Linked DNA regions of Sus scrofa: region 1 is linked to region 2. Evidence: chromatin contacts called from public Hi-C data. All regions are on one chromosome and are shown on one strand. The core of a region is the stretch at or near the end of the contact, and the rest is flanking DNA. Distances in the headings are between cores, read along the strand shown.

Region 1 (3,568 bases), core at 16-2,515, 210 kb before region 2:
CAGCCATTTCTCTCCAGCGCCAAGCTCACTGCCCTGGCCCTCTGGCCTGGACGGCCCCTGCAGTCACCTCACAGGTCTGCCTACCCTGGCAGGCCCCTCCAGTCTATTCTCAACACCACCACCAGAGGGAGCCAGTTACAACTTGAGTCCCCTACTCAAACCCTCCCGTGGCCCCATTTCATTCAGAGATCCTCAGCCTTCAAGAGAGCACTCCATCTTGCCCCTGTCACCTCTTAGGCTCCTCTCCAGCCACACTGGCTTCTCTTCAGCCTCCCAGAGTCTCCTCCATGACCCCTTAGGGCGTTATGTGCCGAGGGGGATTTGTGGGAAGGTCTGATCTTCATTCACCCATGACACAGACATTACAATATTGCATTGGGACACAAATACACTTAAAAAAAAAAAAAGTGTAGTTGTTTATCTGAATTTCACATCCAACTGGGCATCCTGTATTATATCAAGCCACCCTATCCATAACAAACTATAAACCAGTCCTACCAAAAGAACCATGCTGTCACTTTAATGTCCCCAATGCTCAGCATGCAAAGGTGCCTCCTCCTAGCAAGACCTATGCAAAAAAAGCACCCTCTAGGCTGATATAGCTCCCTGCCCCGTTGCAAGGATTTCCAGTCCACTTGCTTCAGTGTCGAGGTTCTTTTGCAGAGCACAACCTGCCCAACTCTTCATAGCAGCCCTGCAGGAGGCCAGAGAAGCAGGTGCTTCCAGAATGGGAGAGGTTGAACCTGCCTTCCCAGCTCTTTCTCTCCCCAATAGTGGGTAGGGACTGAGAGGGAGTGGCAATGCCAGGGCCTAGACTGGTAGCCCCCTCTGAGCGCTTTTGGATTCGAGCCCATCTAGGGTGAGTCTGAACTCTGTGGTGGTGGGTAGAGGGGCCCCATGCCAGACACCACCAGCTGCCCCCGTGGCTGGAAGGTGCCCACTTGAACCATTCCAAGTAAACATTTGACCAGCTCGGCCCTGGCCATCATTCCACGCCAACACTTGGCCCTTGTTCCTGGACAGGCCCTTCTGTGTCCCGTTCTTTGTGGCTGACATTTCAGCCGGGCTCTTCAGGGGCCGGGGTGACCCGATGCCCCATTCCCATTCTGCAGACAGGCTCCAGGGAGGTGGTCCCTGCGGCAGCGGGCACTTGGCGGGGGAGTCCCAGCAGACGGGCCGTCGCCAGGCCGGGCCAGCCACCCCCCTGAACACCCCACGTGGGCCTCGGGGCTGCAAAGCCCACAGTCTAACAGTGGAGCCATGGGGCTGCCAGCTGACTCGGCTGCTTTGTTCCAGGCCTGGAGTGGTCTGAGGGTGGCTGAGGACTGTGGCTCCTTCTTTGCTGAGAAGCCACAGATAACGCCGGCGACAGGGCCTGATAAAGCGTCTGTCAGAGGCTCCCTCCCAGACAGGCCTTGCTGTTCCCGCCGGCCCCAAGGGCCCCTGCAGCCCAAGCCTGTCTCCAGAGGTCAGCCCCTCCCTGGGGTCTCAGCTCTTCTCTTCCAGAAGCTGAAGAACAGGCTGGTGGACCCCTCCCCACCCATATCTCCAGTCTGGCTCTCAGAAGTTCCTGAGGCCTCTGGGCCCAGGAGCAGAATAAACTAATCTTCTGATTTACTCCTATGAAGAAAATGTCAAGGCACACGCCTCTCTTGGTGGAATTCCAGACTGTGGCTTCTGGGGAGCTAGGGGGAAGGGAATCACGGGCCTGGAATGTCTTTCTAGAAGCCCTCAAATGATATTCTATGTCGCCTCTTTCATGTCACAAGAGCCCCCTCTATGCCAGGCTCTGGTGTGGATTCGGGGGCACAGGAACAAGTAAGATGTCATCCACGACCAGGGGAACTCCCAGGAAGAGGGCGCTGGAAGACCTAGCCTCCCACACCCCGCTCCCGACCTGACCCAGGCCTGCACCCCAGGCCTCCAGAGGGCTCTGGCCTGGAGTAGGAGGTGTGTGAGGGGACCTAGACAGCCTCGGGTGTCGTGGGATGAGACTCAGCGCAAAAGGGCTGGAGAGTGGAGACCAAAGAGTCCTGGAGCTGATGGAGGAGGCACAGCCTTCCCTCCCTTCCCACTTCTCCAGCCAGGAGTCAGAAGACACCTTTACAGCCCAGAAAACAGGCATTTCTGAAGTCAGCCCTCAGTGTCCTGAGCATGGCGCACGTGAGCAGAGGGTGGCTGCGGGCACAACCAGAGAAGATGCCCTCCGCAAGGCAGCGGCACTGATCCCCGAGATTGCCTGGGGACACTGGGCTTCCAGTTTAATTGCAGACAGAGTGTGGGATCCACGGTTGGGGCTGCCTGCTTCGTGCTGACCAACCTAACTAAGGCCCTCAAGCCTCACATGGTGGACGACGGGAGCTGGAGACCTTGTGCCTGAAGCGAGTCCCAGCTCTGTGGCTCTGTGACCCAGGCAGGCCTCTGGCCCTCACTGGGGGTTAGGCTAGAGGCCTCTTGCCAGGGAGAGAAGCTCCAGGGGAGAGGCCCTGTCTAAGGGCCAGTGTGTCCAGAGGGAGAAGGCCTGGGCTGCCTCTCCTCCCGCAAGGGAAGGACCGTCTCTCCAGAGCCACTTGGAGTGCTGTGGAGGGTGGGAACCCAGGTTGCCTGCATCTGGGAATCCAGGCGCTGCCTTTCCAGATGCAGGGACCCCTGACCCCCACCCCACACAGCTTCCCAGGGGGCCTCTGGCTCATAAAGGAAGGACCTGAGTTTCAGGGTATCTTTCAGGAGAGGCCTCCTGCTCTCCCCCACCTAGAGCAGCTCCCTCTGAAACCTCTGCAACCACACCCACACACCAGAACAAACCCTTCCTTCCCCGCTGTAGTATCTACATCCCTGCCAGAGCAGTTCTGCCTCACGCATTTATTTATTCTTCCCTCAAACACCTACTGTTACATGTATGTGCCAGGCAGCAGGGCCCTGTGGGGAACAGACGGTCACAGCTCCTGCCCTGGAGGCGCTTACAGGCCTGTAAGGCAGGACAGACTGCTGAAGACAGAAGTACAGGTGAGTGATGATGGGGGCCCTGAAGAAAGAGCAGAGGCTGTGGGAGAGGATGGGGAGGAGGACATAAGGGCAGGTTGTGGGGCGGGGGGGGCCCTTCTGATGAGGTGACATTGAAACTGACACCTGGAGGCAGTGAGAAGGGAGGTTCCTGCCCTGGTCCTGGCCTGGGTGACATTGACCTCTGGAATCTCCCTCCGGCTGCCCCCACCTCACACCTAACGAGGTGCCAGCGGAGTCAAAGGAAATTCACACAGGTTGAAAACAGGGCCAGTCTGTGACATTTCTGCCAGAAGCGAGGCATGGAGGGGGACCAGTGGGATTGAATTGTGACCCCAAGACAGGAAGGGCTGAGGAGCTGGCACTCACCCTCTACAATACCTGGCAGAGAAGTCCCCGCCCCCCATGCCAAGTACTCCCCCAATAATACAAGATGCACTCTCTCTGCAGAGCGGGAGGAACACCCCCCACCCCAGCCTTTGCTCAGGAGGGACCCTGCACCCCTGGGCAGGAGAGAAAAGCCTGGCTGGCAGCCCGAGCCTTCAGTCTCTCGCTCCTCACTCTG
Region 2 (3,734 bases), core at 794-3,293:
CCTCAGACAGTGAGCAAGGATTTTTACATCCATTGTCCCACTTAAACTTCACAGCAATCCTATGAATTAGACCCCATGAATCCCTTTTGACAGAAAAGAAAACCGAGGCTCATAGAGGCCTAGAGACTTGCCCAAAGCCACTAGGTTAGTGGGCAGTTTCCAACCAAGGATGCCAACTGAGGCCAGGGGCTCTGCTATACTGGTTTCAGTATCTGAAGCCTTGGTGCCTAGGAAAGACTCGGGTCTGAATCCTGGCTCAAGCTCTCATGACTTGTGTGACCTGGAGCAAGGTCACTCACTGCAGTTGTCCCTGGAAATGAGAATGGTGCCATCTATTCATTGTTGGGAAACTTCAATGAGACAATAAAGGCCGACTCCCCCATGCAGTGCTTGGCATGAGTGAGGCCAATTCAGTGTTGGGGGGTCATTTCCCCAATGCCCCCAAGGTTTACACGCTCTAGGGAGTCTCCCTCATCAGTGATGACCACCAAGTCCCAACCAAAAGAGCAGGCAAGGAGAATGGTGCCAGCTCCAGGTGTGGGGGCCCAGCTGGAAAACATAGACCCACTGGCCACTGAGCTCCAGTCTCTTCTCTGTGTGCCCGTGTCTGGCGTGGTGCCCACCCAAAGCGGGTGCTCAGTAAACATTGCTGAATGAATGGATGTCTTTGGATGCTGCCCATTTGCTGTTCCAGGGGACAATGGGTCGGCCTCTTTGGAATGGGGGGCTGTCCCAGAATGTCTGAGGGGTGAGGTCACCAGGCTCGTGTGTACCGCTTACAGGAAGCGCACTAGCTCGAGCACGCCTGATGCCAGCCAGCAGACATTTCCTGGCTGGCAACCATCCCCTGCCTCCTCCTCTTCCTCCTCCTCCTCCCCACCTCGGGCCCACAAGTCTGCAGCCTGGGCTTCTCTGCCTGCCTCGGGTCCCAACCTGGGACTGCACTGCCTGTGGGTCAGCTGGGATCTTCCCCTCCCTCCTCACCTCCCAAGGACCCAGGACTACCTTGTCCAGAGCAGAATTAGAGGAGCCAAAGGATGCACACATGCTTCAGAAGAAATACCTTCCCAGCAGTCCCTCCGTGTGACTGACAGAGGGGAAACTGAGACCCAGAGAGGTCATAGCACTTTCCCAGAGTTGTGCAGCAGTTCCAGACTGAGGACTTCCGCCAAGAGCTGGGATCAATTTCTGCCTCTCCAGTCCTTGCAAAACCCTCCCCTGGGCCTCTTCTCTTCTTTGTCCCCCTCTGAAAAATAAGCAGCCTTCTGCCCCCTTTTAGCTTTCTGGTTAGAAGTACATCCCCTCCTGTGTGATTTGTCAAAGCCCCTCATCCATTCTCTCCTGTGCTTTTTTTCAGTAACAGAGACTAGGGTTTTAGCTCAGGAGTGCTAATAATCCCTCACATGCATAAACAGTACAGTTCTAAAAATCACTTTCACACACAGTACTTTAAATTTCCCCAGTCCTCATTTTACAGATGAGGAAACTGAGGCCCAGAGGGGCTGTCCAAGGAGTTGGCCAATGGCTGTGCTGGGATCTGAAGCTGTACCTGGTAGGGGCTGTCTGATGCCTCCTCCCTGCTCCCTTAGCCAGCCACAGGGCCAGGTGCAAATCAGATGCCCACTAAATCTTTGCAGGGCCTGACGTTCCCATGTAAATGGGGGTCTTTTGGAGACCAAGCCCCTCTCAGGGAATGGCTGGACCTTCAGACCCACAGCACATGGGGAGGCATGTCTGTCTGCCCATGCACCCTGGGGGTCACCAGAGCTGAGGAGTAATTCCCTCAGTTTCCCCACCTATAAAGGGGATAACAACATACCCGTATCTGAGGGATGGTATGAGGACCCACTGATACCAAGCTACCTCCCTCCATTGGCCCCAGGTGGCAGGGCTCTGCCAGGCCCTGGGGTAAAGAGTAGGAGCTGACCCTGAGCCACCAAGTCAGGCTGGGGTCTGCACACCCCCATCTCCCAGCCTCACCACAGCTCACATCAAAGCCCAGCCACTTCCTCTGCCGGCCAACCCAAATCTGGCTGGCCAGAGCGGCAGCAGCCAAGAAAAAGGCAGGGCCTGACAGGGGATATTTGCTCTCCAGCGCTCAGTGATTGTGGTATAGTGACCTCAGTGGCCGGCAGAGTAAAAGGGGACACTGTTTTCTGAAGCTGGGGCTCCCCCAGGGTGGGAGGGAGGCAGCTACCCACAGCCTGAATTCCAGAATGGCTCCAGGCCTGGCCCTCCACACCTCACATGTGTCACCTCATTTAATCTTTATGACAACGCTGCCAAAGTGGTTTGACTCTCGGCATTGACAGGCGAGCAAATGGAGTTGCAGGGAGATGAAGCGACTCATCTAAGGTCTTATGACTAGTGAGGGGCAAACCAGGTCTGTCTGACCCCTGTAAACACAATGTATGACTCTAACACCAAGATCCAGCCATTATCTATTTCATAGTAAGCCCCAGCCAAGGGCTGGATGGGATTGACTTGAGCACCTACTATGTGCCAGGCTAGTTGCTTTGCTTGAATGTCATTTGACCTAAAACTGAAAAACCTAAGAGAAGGAGGCAGCACTCGCCCCATTATACAGATGAGGAAATGGAGGCTCATCCAAGATCCACTTCAAATAGCAATAGCCCAGGGAACTCTTTAGTAGCTGAGCAGGGCCCCTACACCCTTTTCTTCCTTCTGTGTTGGAAAGAGAGCAAAAGGGAAGGGGGTGGGGCAGTTTGGGGGAGGGGATTTAGAGGTACAAACTAGTATATATAAAATCAGCTGCAAAGATATGTGTTGTATAACATGGGGAATATAGCCTATATTTTATAATAACCAAAAATGGAGTATAACTTTTAAAAATTGTGACTCACTACATTGTACACCCACAACTTATATAATAGTGTACATCAATTTTAATTTAAAAAAAAGAGAGAGAGCAAAAGCACCCAAAACCACTATCCTCTTGACTTCCAAATAATGCAAAGTACAGCTGCATCAGGGCTCCTGATCCTTTTTGGGGGCTAGGATGGTCTGGTCCTGTCCTTTCTCCTAGCAGAAGTACTTGGGGAAGCCAGCCTGAGGGAACTGATGTGAAACTGAATTTCTAGGCAGCTGCTGGGGGATGCTGGTGCTGCTAGCCTCCTACTACAAGAGTGGTCCTGAACCCACAGCATTAGCCACACCTGGAGCTCACTGGAAATGCAGGATCTCAGGTCCACCCCAGATACATGGCGCATCCATCAGCTGGGAGCATTAAAAGCTATTGAGAGGCCACCTCTGGGGGTTCTAATTTAATTGTTCTGGGGTGGGGACTAGGCATCTGTGTTCTTGACTGCTCCCCGGTACCTCTGAGGCTCAGCGAAGGGTGGAGCTCTACAAACGAAGGATGAAGAGTCAGGAGTCTTCAGTGCTGGAAGGGACCTGACTCATTATCCTGTTCTACTGAAGCCTTTCATGGAGGACGAGAAATAGTTCCCAAGAGAGAGAGCGACCTGTCTGAGGGCACACTATGTATGAACAGACCGTCAAATATTACAACAGGAAGTGACCTTGCAGTTCAACTGAATCAACCCCCTCATTTTATATTTTAAAAAACGGGCTGAGGGAGGACACGACAACCGGGTGGGGCACTAATGTCTAGGACTTTCCGTCACACCAAGCTGTCTCTCGTCTGCCCTTATCTTGCTCCAGATATCAGAGACCAGACCTAAAAGGACAGGTCTTCTGCACCGCTCATTTTG

The links. A called contact is a pair of places that touch in the nucleus more often than the background predicts.
Region 1: a Hi-C map of omental adipose tissue shows a contact between it and region 2, with 2.7 times the contacts expected there. The contact joins two enhancer-like sites. A contact is called at or near these places in 2 of 5 promoter capture datasets (fetal liver and liver), 25 of 47 Hi-C or Micro-C datasets (adipose tissue, alveolar macrophages, brain and 14 more) and 2 of 2 datasets of contacts at active chromatin or transcription factors (alveolar macrophages and skeletal muscle).

Annotation. Positions count from the first base shown.
Region 1 is chr1:164,788,913-164,792,480 of Sscrofa11.1, reverse strand. All of the region lies in intron 3 of LOC102161686 (a long non-coding RNA gene), which reads right to left. Among named protein-coding and RNA genes, the nearest start is that of SMAD6, 140 kb to the right of the region's middle. Within about 2 kb of position 1,265, at least 24 of the 83 cell types and tissues checked have an H3K27ac peak or open chromatin away from gene starts, as enhancers often do. A contact at or near this core is called in omental adipose tissue and retroperitoneal adipose tissue, where this site is marked.
Region 2 is chr1:164,575,315-164,579,048 of Sscrofa11.1, reverse strand. No RefSeq gene overlaps it. Among named protein-coding and RNA genes, the nearest start is that of LCTL, 37 kb to the right of the region's middle. Within about 2 kb of position 2,043, at least 7 of the 83 cell types and tissues checked have an H3K27ac peak or open chromatin away from gene starts, as enhancers often do. A contact at or near this core is called in omental adipose tissue and retroperitoneal adipose tissue, where this site is marked.